Linked DNA regions of Mus musculus: region 1 is linked to region 2. A link is a contact called in public promoter capture Hi-C data. All regions are on one chromosome and are shown on one strand. Each heading gives the region's core, a stretch centred on a gene start, on an enhancer-like site or on the middle of the called end of the contact. The rest is flanking DNA. Distances are from core to core; before and after follow the strand shown. Region 1 overlaps Cd47 (CD47 antigen (Rh-related antigen, integrin-associated signal transducer)). Region 2 has its middle 5.4 kb from the start of Dubr.

Region 1 (5,534 bases), core at 2,784-5,283, 860 kb after region 2:
AATGCAAAGACACCTTGAATTTGAGAGAACAAGGGATGCTTACAGTGTAGAGGCTGGAAGAAGTAAGGGGAAGGGGAAATGATATAATTATGAGAAATAAAAGATACTATAAAATATACATATACAAATCTCCAAAACATAGCAAAAGGATCTTTGGCAAAAGATCATAATAAAATTGGTAACATTAGAATTCAAGGAAAGTCTTGACTTGATGCTTCAGGATTATGATGGCTTTTCTGGGGTCTCGACATGGTTTGTCAGAATTCTAAGGTGAACTCCCATCTCTGACATAATTACCTGTGCAATTCTCTTTTTCTGTATATAAGACTGAGTAGGTTAGAGTTCCTAGAACTATTACAACTAGAAAAGGAAGTTTGCTGATGCAATTAAGATGACAATCAGTTGACATTAACAGTAGGAGGTTGTCCTTGAAGGACAAAAGTTGGTCCAATCAAATGATTCTTAAAGGACCCTGGACTCTTCCTGGAAAAAGAAGTGGGACACATTAGAAGGGTTCCGTGAGATAAAGTCCCTGACCCTGGCTATGCACATGAGCAGGACAACATGGCAAAGCCTGCCTGCACCTGCAGAAGTGGAGGCAAGACCCTGGCACCCTGCAAAGTAGCGCCCTCAGCCTTGATCTGTAAAGGAACTGAATTCAGCTGCAATTATGTGAGCTTTTAACAATCCCAGTAAGAACAGACTGTGGTCAGCAGTCAGTATCTTGATTTTTGTCATAGAACTGAACACAAGGCATAGTCACATCATGATCAGAACTATAAAACTGTTAGCTAATAAATGTGCATTGCTTCAGGCTTCAGCATTTGTGACACTTAAGAACTCTGCTAGCTTCTCGCATCACTATGAACGCAGTTTATAGCACAGTGAGGACAACAGAACGTACAACAGTGTTAATCTGATCTCTAAACGCAAAATCCAGAAATCTTAGGTCGTTAGAGTAACTATTATAGGTTTTCTGTACCATTGCTAATAGGAATATTAATGAGTAATTTTAATTTTCATTATTTACATATTTTTATAAATGTTTTCATAGTTGTTATATCTTATGCTATTTTTTTTTCAAGCCAGGGAAATCCAGGTTAAGGTCCTGGAAGTGTGTTTGACCTTGAACACATTACTTGAATCTCATTTGCTTTCTGTACTGAGAAGAGGTAACACCCACATCGGTGTCCCAGCGTTTTGAGCAAAGCATAGCACACGACATAAATAACACATCTGGGATGCACTCACACAAATGGGAGGCCATTCCCCCCTTGCCATCTCTTCTGTACTCACTAACTAGAACCTTGAAGTAGCATCTTATCATTGAGTCCATACGGCCGGCCTCAGCACCCGGCCGACCCACAATCAGCACCTAACGAATATTTGTCAAAGAGATACCTTATTTCTAGCCCAGAATGCAGTGATGGAGATGGCATCTTCATTTTGCTGCTAAGAAAAATTGAGGACTAAAGACTGAGAGTATGTGACTACTGAATGCACGGCCATAAATGGGACACTGTACCACCATCTGCAAAGCTCAGAAGGGGGAAGAAAAATAATGTAAGAGCCCGAGGACAGGGCTTAGTATTGTGGAATACTGTCTTCCAAGCAGGACAAAGCCATTGTTCTACTGAACGCACAACAACTATGATTACATACACAAGATCTGCCCAAGATTGGAGCTGTCGATGTCCTGTGATGGAGGGGAGAGGGACTCACAAGGTCTCACCCTTCTCTGAGAATCTACAGCCGCTTGACAGTATTAAGAGTTGAAGGAGACATGATTTTAGAGCTTTGTTCGTTTTTGTTTGTTTGTTTTGTGGTATTCTGTTACATCTTTGCACAGCCTCAAGGACTTGACCTAACTGAGATAACAAGAGAACCAAGAAAAGACAAACATGCACAGCCAGCCAGATAGTAAGATATGCTGGGCCCTCTGATGGGAAGACTGCAGCACTCTCGAAGCCCAGCACGCTTACTTTATACAGTTGAATAAGCAGACAAGGATATGACTTACAACTAAACACGGACATTTAGCTAACTTGGATAGCAACAGTCTCCATTAGGGGAGCAGCTTTTAGGCTATAAAATATCAGAGAGAGGGGATAAAGCTATGGTGGGCATTTTCTGCACAGACTACCAGTATCCTCGTGGACCAGGCAAAAAAGGCTTTGCCCTTACTCTGAGCCTCACCCCCCAAGGGGTGACATCACCCTTTGTCATTTTCCTATGGACCCTGATATGGCCATGGGCGTGTCAACAGCCCATACTCATTCAAGACTTTGCCACTCAGGTGTCCACCACTCCTCACAGTATAGACACTGCTAAGTCGTTCCTGCTCTTGTATGTAAGCATCCTCCCCGCAAAACACACACAACACACATACAAACACACAGACACACACACCCAATGTTTCTAAAAGCAACCCTTACAAAAGTCTTTGGATCACATACTCATACTCAAAGAGGATGTGAAAGAAGATGGGGAACTATTTGGAAGGAAGATTGGAGATCAGTGGGAACAGGACAGAGAGGGTAATGGGGGTGAATACAATCAAAATAAATTATACACATGAATGAAAACCACTATTCAATAAACACTAATAACCATTTTAAAGATCCTGAACACAGGGTAAGTTGAGCCTCTTAAGTTTTCCCAGGTTAGAAAATGATGAAGTATAAAACAAAAAGGGGGGAAACAAAAAGCTTTCTCTGAACTCAAGTCCTGAAGCACTGGCCTAGAAACATATGAATGTCACTCAGTGTTTGCACACTGTCAGCTCCTGTGCTCCAAAGCAACAAATGCTCACCATTACCTGTGTTCTACTGAGTGGAATTCAATTACATCCTGGATAATTTCTCTTTCTTGTTTACGCTTACATTTGCACAAAAAGCACAACACAGTAAAAATGATTTGTAATACCTAAATCTCCAAGTCCACAAAACAAACATCATCCTGGTAACAAACACATATTCTTCCCAAAATGATGTTGTATGCCAAGGTTTCTTTTACTGACTCCTTTTCCCACTCAAAATGGCTCCAAGAACAAAGAGTCAACCTACAGGATGGGGGAATACCTTTCGTAACAATGTGCTGACAGGGGATTATCGCCGAAATCCTACAAAGAACTCCAAAAATTAAACACCAATTCATCTGGTCAACAACTGAACAGAGTTCTCAGAAAGAAATCATCCAGTTAGCAAATCATCCCAAGGCAACCACTTAACAAGTGAGCTTGAGACCCGAACGGTTTTCAGAGGGAGAAAGACAAAGAAATGAAAGAACACGTGAAGAAATGTTAAACATCCTTAGCTTTGAGATTCCATCTCATTCTAGCCAGAATGCCTAGCATTAGGAAAACAGACAATAAATACTGCTAAGGATGTATGGAAAGTGGAGCCTTTACACACACAATGGAAATCAGTAAAGATGTCCCTCCAAAAACTAAAAGTAGAACTACGACACGCTCTATCTATGAGTCCTCAGTAAACCTGAGGGATTCTTATATTGCTGCACTACTCACAATAACCAAGGCAAGAAAATAGCCCGCATGGCCATCAACAGAGAAAAAAATATGGTATATACACACAATGGAGTTTTATTCAGCTATAAGAATAAAATTATGACAGCTTCGGGAAATTAGAACTGGGGGTCATTGTGGTAAGTAAAACAAGCCATCCTCACCTGTCCCTCTTGTTTTACATACATTTACACATATGTAAATGATTAAGTGTTTGTATGTAAAACATGCAAATAGAAGACCTTGAGAAGGTTCTGTAGGTCTAAAGCAAACAGAGACAGAAACAGGATGATGGGCTACATGGGACATCAAAGCTGATGTAAAGATGAGTTGTAGGGGTTAAGGTCAGGGGAGGGCAGTAAGGGAAACAGATAAGAACAAAGTCTAATGGTATAAATGTATGAAAATGCAACCTCCTCTGAGTTAACTATAAAAGTTGCTAGGACCTGGACTTTGATGCCAATAGCCTCAAAGTTCACAGCACAGCTGAGGTTTTGACTCCAACATTCCTAGAGTCTGCTACAGGACTGGATCTTTGGCTCCAGTGTTTACCAGGAACCATGCCTTTGGCTCTAGTAGTGAGCAACTGGGATTCTGACTCCATCTCTCAGAAGTTTATAGCGTTCAGAGTGAGACAAGCAAGTTTAATACACTTGATCAGTATGTGGCCCATTAGTGACCCTGCTATCACTCTGATAAGCCCAGATATCTCAGTGATCTCAGATGCCTTCACTAAGATCAACATCAGACTTGATCAGTCTCCACAGGGGATTGTCACACAGCACTCCATTCTAGCAAGAATCACAGAAAAACAAACAAACAAACAAACATCCACATAGAACTGGAAGAAAGAGAATTAAAACTTAAAGACTAATCCATCCTAGCAATGAACAAACCATGACAAAGAAGCATAAAGAATAATATACAACTGCCCAACACAACCCATTGCAATCTTCCACTTATTCCAAACTGATTACAAAATAGTAATAGGTCACAAGTCAAACAAACAAACAAAAAAAGCTGAGATAATTCTTTGTTCTTTATCAGAACACCAGGAAATACACGTAGTAATAATCAACAGGAAGAGAAACTATGAAAATAGTGAGATACGAGACAATTGTATTTTGAAACCAGAGAGAAACAACCTCTGGGATTCAGCCAAGGTAGTCCTAAGACTATCTTGTACATGATGATAAGCACTTGTATTAATAAGGAAGAGACATCTCATATAAACAACACTTCAACTCACATAAATATACTTCAATGCTCTGGAAAAGCAAGGGGACAGCTCCAATCCCAGCAATGGCAGGGAACCATAAAGTTTGTGAGAGAAAGAAATGATATAGGGACTAAAGAACAGTACTGAAGATCAAAGCCTTGGCTAATGAGATTGATAAACCCTTAGCTAACCTGAGAAAAACAAAGAAGGAGGTGCCCCAGAGTACCATGAGGAATATTTTGAGATCACACACTCCAAAAAGCTACAAAAACCTAAGAAGTGAAAGCATTTCTAAATGCAGATCATTTATCAAAATTAAAGACAGAAGATATGAATAATTTAAATTGACCCATTACAAGCCACAAGATTGAAGCTTTAATCAAAAGTCCCCACACAAAGAAAAGCCCAGGATAACATGGAATTATGGCTGAATTTTACCACAATTTCAAGGAAGATCTAATTCCAACAGTCCTCAATTTGTTCCACAGAATAGAAAGGGAAAGAACACCACCAAATTCATCCTACAAAGCTATTATTATGCTAGTGTCAAAGACATAAAAAAGAAAAGAAAACTACATAGCAATTTCCCTTAGGAACATAGGTACAAAACTTCAAATTTCTTAAATTCAAGAACATATTTAAAAGATCCTATATCATGATCAAGTGAGTTTCATCCATGGGTGTGGTTCAACATACACAAATCACTAAGTGTATACCATATAAGGTAACTTAAGGATTATATCATCATATCAATAATGGAGAAAAGACGTCTGACAAACTTCAAAGTGCCTT
Region 2 (5,604 bases), core at 3,093-5,592:
TTCCCTCCTTCTCTCCATCTCTCTTCTTCCATCCAGTTGAAGATGCGAGGGCTCCTGCCATCAGTAGTTGCTCACAGAGGCCGAAACAATGGAGTCACTTGAGCTTGTACTTTCAACCTCTCCAACTGTGAGTTTAATAAATGTTTTTTAGTGGGATACGTTGGATTTGCTGTAGAGATGCAAAGACTCACCCAGATTCAGGGCCACTGCTAGCCACGCAGGCCCTTTGTCCAGATCATAAAGCAAGGAACATCTCCCTCAAGACATTCCACTTCCATCAGCCATAAAAATACACAAACACATTTTATCAAAGCAAGTGATGGTTTGTATATGCTTGCCCTAGAGAGTGACACTATTAGGAGGTGTGGCCTTGTTGGAGTGGGTGTGTCACTGTGGGCGTGGGCTTTAATACCCTATTCCTAGCTGCCTGGAAGCTAGTTTTCTCTTAAAGGCCTGCTGATGAAGATGTAGACCTCTCAGTTCCTCCTCCACCATGCATGCCTGGATGCTGCCATGCTCCTGCCTTGATGATACTGAACTGAATCTCTGAACCTGTCATCCAGCCCCAATTAGATGTTGTCTTTATAGGAGTTGCCTTGGTCATGGTGTCTGTTCACAGTAGTAAAACCCTAACTAAGACAGCAAGTAAATTAAATTCACTATCCATGAAGTTATCTGAGTAAATAAATAAATTTATGATGCCTAAGATATTTAGACACTTTATTTGTGCTTCTCTTTGCAATGCTCAACCTACCTTACTGTGTGATATATATACAATCTGTATTTGCTTTTAGCTGAAAGGAGAATGGTCAGGAATTCTCATGAACTGGAGAACCTTCTGACTACAAAAGGTGCTGTGTGATGTGAACACTGGTTTACCCTTAAACCATGCATAAAGTACAGTTATGTGGACAAAATCCTGGTGAAGTTAGAGTGATTGACGAGTGTTTCAAGGCTGTGAAGAACTTCACAGAGGGCCCATCCTCAGCTGCCCGTGGCTTCGTTCTTTTACCAGGTGACCTGAAAGACAACCTTAAGATTAGTATAAAATATGTTTTCTCAAAATTATCCACCACTCGTTGGAGTCTGGGTATGTAACTATCACCAAAGAAATAACTGGAATCACATCGCATTCTTGCATGAAGCTGCTTGGATCAGCATTCAGTCAAATTTTGGAAGAAACATCCTACAAAACAATAGGGGGACATTTCTATTTTCCATTCTGTTTATTTGTTTGTTTTTATTGCAGTGCTGGGGATAAAACCCAAGGCCTTGTGTACATAGGGCACAGTGTCAATCATTGAGCTACCTCCCAGATCAATGGAAGTTTTTAAATATGTTCAAGAATTTCATAAATGTATATAACATGACTTGACCGTATCCATATCTTATGACTCAGTCCCTGCTCCCCCTAGACTCCTCCACACCAAACACCCTCCCCACTTCACGTCTTCTTGGTTTGGTTTTTTTTTTTTTAATAAACTATTGAGTCAAAAGGGATAATCATACCTTCAAACATAGGGAACTGACGAACAGTCCCACCCTGAAGGCGGCTCTTCCCTTCCCCAAGCTGCTATCAACTGCCAATAGCCCCTCAGCCAGAGGAGAAATCAGAATGTTTTTAGTTTTGAGAGAGCCTTCCATGTAGCCCCAGCTGCCATGCATATCACTATACAGACTACATAAGTAATTTTTTTTTATTTTTTATGTCTATGTGCATTGGTGTCTGGTCTGCAGGCATGTCTGTGTGAGGGAGTCAGATTCCACTGGAACATAAGTTACAGTTTCGAGCTGTCGAGTGGGAACTGGGAATTGAACACAGATCCTCTCGAAGAGCAGCCAGCGATCTTAACCACTGGGCCATCTCTCCAGCCCATGCTGTTTCTTGCTTTTAGGAGAAGAGTTGCTTTGTCACAAGAGGGGACAGGCTAATGTGCAATATGTCCCTAACAGGCAAAGAGCATCTTTCTGTCCTTGGGAGGAGCAGAGCCTGTGAGTGTGAGGCTCTGCTCACCCACTCCTGCCCCTTGTACCTCTTGTAGCAGGCTGCTGAGGACACAGACAAGCAAACCCGGACTGTAACTCACCTTCATTCCAGTCGGCAGCATTAATGTCAAGAGAAAATTGAGCAATAGAAACCCAGGCAAAGTACGAAAGGCCCAATCACAGAGACCTGATCTGTTCTGCAAGTGAGATTTCCTGGAACTTGAGCAAATGCAACTCACAGTCGTACGCGTGAGCTTTAAAGTTAGCTTTGAACCTAATCCAGTGGTCATAAGGACTCACAGTAAATATGAAATAGACGTGACATGATTAACAGATGACCCTTCCAGTTACAAATGAGCTCTGGGTGATAAGCACACCTCTGCATCAATTATAAAAATCAGTCTCTCGGATACAAATTACTTTTAAACACCTAGAACCCTGGAACAAATTGAATTGAGAGGGGATGCTATTTAAAAGTAAGCATCATAAAGATGATTTTGAAAATATTTTCTGGAGCAGGAGACATGGTTCAGTGGTTAAGACTGCCTATTGCTCTTGCAGAGACCCGGGTTCAATTTGCAATACCTACACAGAGATTCACAACTATCCAGTCAGACCCTGCTCTTCATGAGCTTCTGTATGTATATGGTGCACATAAACACATTGAAGCATATGTGCACATAATTAAATGATATTTGACATGTATGGGCACTGTGCATGCATACCTATGCATGGATGTTATTCAATGACAGAGTTCCAGCATCGTCAGCATGTGAGTCCCTGAACCTCAGAAGGAAAAAAAAATATAAAACTTTAACTGGAGTACATCCTGTAGGGTGCTTAGAGAGAAGATTTGTGGCTCACCAACTTATAGAAATTTATGGACCATTGAATGCTTACAGTTTTTCTTTTTCCTTTTTTTAAAAAAAGATATACAATTTACATATGCAATTTACAAATTAAGTAAGACAGTTAATTGGTAACAACTTGGGTTATAAACAGCCCCCAAAGACAGAAGAGAGTGCCAGAAAACTGTGAACTTAGCACAGTAAAACAATGGTAAACTGGTATTTATTCAAGAATCCTAAGTGTAAGCTCTCTTTTGAACATGGGCTTCACTGTCATCAGGCCTGTGGAAAGGAGTCAAACTTGTAATTTCCCACACCGAGCCTTCCTCAGGTACCCTACACTGATGTAATAAGGATGTGAATAGGCAGAAGGCGGAAGAATTGGCTCTAACCATGTGACTCACAGAGAAAGACAGTGAGCTGGCTCAAATGCTGAGTAAGGCTCTAGCATCCGCAGAGCCTCAGGCCACTTGGCGGATCCTGGTACCTGCTGCTTCAGCCTACTGGGTGCTGGTTTGCAGGAACCCACACAAGTCAGGGCGTGGAAGCCTGGAACTGATAACACCCAACACCTAAGCTCGCTCAGGTCCTCGCAGTTGCTCCTGGCTGACATCCAAGAAAGAGACCCTGACCTGTTTGGATGTCTAAGAACCACTCAGGAAATGAGATCCATGGGTTGTGTGCCGGGGACCTGCCGTAGAGGCCCCAATCCAAATCCTAATCGCTTTGAGAAACATCTGTAACCAAATCCAGCAGCAAAACCGAACCTCACAAAGGACCCACCCAGGTTCCTCCATGAAGTGTGCTTCTGCTCGAGCACCTAGGGGAAGGCGACAGGGTTTTATGGGACTGACTGCCTTGACCTTGCTGCGTGGACATCGCCGTCGCCTACTCCTTTTGTACTTCTATTGCCTCCGCCTTAGTTTTTAATCTCCTGGTTGTTTTTACGTTACCTTACTGACCTTGTGTTTTGCTTCCCTCACAAACTTGAAAGGGGAACTGAACTCATAAGAAAAACGAAACAAAACCCAAAACGAAAAGCGCCCCCAAACAAGACAGAAACTCTAATCGTTTCTTTTATTCGGAGTCTCTGAACCGGTCTGTTCAAATCTTCATTAACTTTTCTGAGAGCGAGCAGGAAACACGCAGTGTTTCCTTACTGGAGAAGGTTTCGTGGCTGGAGTCAATGCTGCCGCATGACCAGCAGGGGGCAGTAGCACACTAAGAATGCAGGAACCGTCCCAGGCTGTGCGGAACACTGTTGAAGGGTTTGCGCTGGTCTGTGTAAGAGCGATGAGCTCAGCTCCGATGAAGTCTTTTGTTTTGTGTCCTATTTTACAATGCACGGTTCAGTTTTCCATATGAATTGTGACTTAGGCAGACTTCACTGTGACAGCTGGGCTCAAGAAAATGAGACGTAAAGAGGAAAATGGAAAAGGGAAAGAGGAAGTTCAAGTGTTTCAAATAAACTACGTAGAGAAGGCAGAAGTAATTCCCCCGTAGAGATACAAAGTTTGTCCCTTCGCTGTTACCATCCTTAATTCTGCCCTTCCGTTTACAAATTAAACTCATCCTTGCTTTCTCTCTTTTCCTGCTACTTTCTTTGCCATACAGTTTTCTGTTTTGTTTGTTAAGGATTTGTGCTTTTAAAAGATAAAGCTAGTTTAAACCAAATGGCTTCAAAAGATCCTATCATTTCTGAATACAGAGAGTGGATGTTTTTGTGCCTTTTGAATACTCGTTAGTCATTAATGTGTATGTTGCAACAACAAAAATGTCCCCTGTAGCCGTAAAGCTTTGGATAAACAGCCCAAAGCTATCGCTGAGATCTTTATCTGAGGACCTGGAGGTAGAATACGAAGTTCACATTGAAACATCAGAGACCTGAAGATCATTATAGTCAAGGATCATTGGGGTTTGGAAGGGTAAAAGGTGATCAGGCATCCAAGCATGGGGATTCTGCTGCTGCCGGGCCTCAGCCCACGCTGTTCCAGGAACATTCTTGCCTCATTTATCCAAAACACTCGTTCCTTCACCAATCTGAAGTGTTTGTGCAAAAATCACATTCTGGGTGGCTTTTCCCAACCACTTCTGTAAAGGGATGGTCAACTCTCTCCGTAGTCTTTCTTATATGAATCTTGGTCCACTTTTCTCAACAATAATGGCTATTAAATGTCACATTAAACATTTAACATTAGACATTTAAATATTATAAATTAGACAACTGGGACAGAATCCATCAGTCAACTAATGTCTTCACTCTCTATAAAAGGGGAAAACTAGGGTTGATCCCAATAAAACCACCACCCTGCCACACATAAATAAAACCACCACCCTGCCACACCCAAAGACAACAACAAAAGTAAAAGTAAGTCAGGAATGATGAGAATTTCAGGAAAAAAAAAAAAAAAAAAGATGGATGACAGACAAAAAATAGCAAGAAAATGCTTATAAAAAAGAACAGAAATTTTCTTAAATAAAAAAAGAGAAACTTAGACCCCAAACCATCTAAATAAAGCACATCTTAAGAATTTTTCCATATGTTGTGTTTTGTGGTTAAAAGAAAGTTATGAAAAAGTATATAGCCCATAATCATAAAGAAAGAATTACAATTAATTTAGAGAAAAATTGAAATACATAAATAATAATAGTGTATAACACAATCTCTTAAACCAGCTGCAATTTAACAAAATTATTTATTAAAATTGCCTAGAATTTACATTCAGAGGCAAAAATAGGCATACCTTGATAAAGTACATGAAGAAACATA

The links. Promoter capture Hi-C pulls out the DNA fragments that hold promoters and counts their contacts.
Region 1: a contact with region 2 is called in a promoter capture Hi-C map of liver, with 3 times the contacts expected there. The contact joins two enhancer-like sites. A contact is called at or near these places in 14 of 39 promoter capture datasets (the 3T3-L1 cell line, 3T3-L1-derived adipocytes, the C10 cell line and 8 more), 1 of 15 datasets of contacts at CTCF or cohesin (large pre-B cells), 3 of 484 Hi-C or Micro-C datasets (the G1E-ER4 cell line, adipose-derived mesenchymal stem cells and uterus), 4 of 115 datasets of contacts at active chromatin or transcription factors (bone marrow-derived macrophages, cardiomyocytes, craniofacial prominence and 1 more) and 2 of 9 other capture datasets (embryonic stem cells and liver).

The regions. Positions count from the first base shown.
Region 1 is chr16:49,873,245-49,878,778 of GRCm38.p6, reverse strand. The region is part of intron 2 of Cd47 (CD47 antigen (Rh-related antigen, integrin-associated signal transducer)); the gene reads right to left. Among named protein-coding and RNA genes, the nearest start is that of Cd47, 20 kb to the right of the region's middle. Within about 2 kb of position 4,033, at least 11 of the 459 cell types and tissues checked have an H3K27ac peak or open chromatin away from gene starts, as enhancers often do. A contact at or near this core is called in liver, where this site is marked.
Region 2 is chr16:50,735,404-50,741,007 of GRCm38.p6, reverse strand. No RefSeq gene overlaps it. Among named protein-coding and RNA genes, the nearest start is that of Dubr, 5.4 kb to the right of the region's middle. Within about 2 kb of position 4,342, at least 196 of the 459 cell types and tissues checked have an H3K27ac peak or open chromatin away from gene starts, as enhancers often do. A contact at or near this core is called in liver, where this site is marked.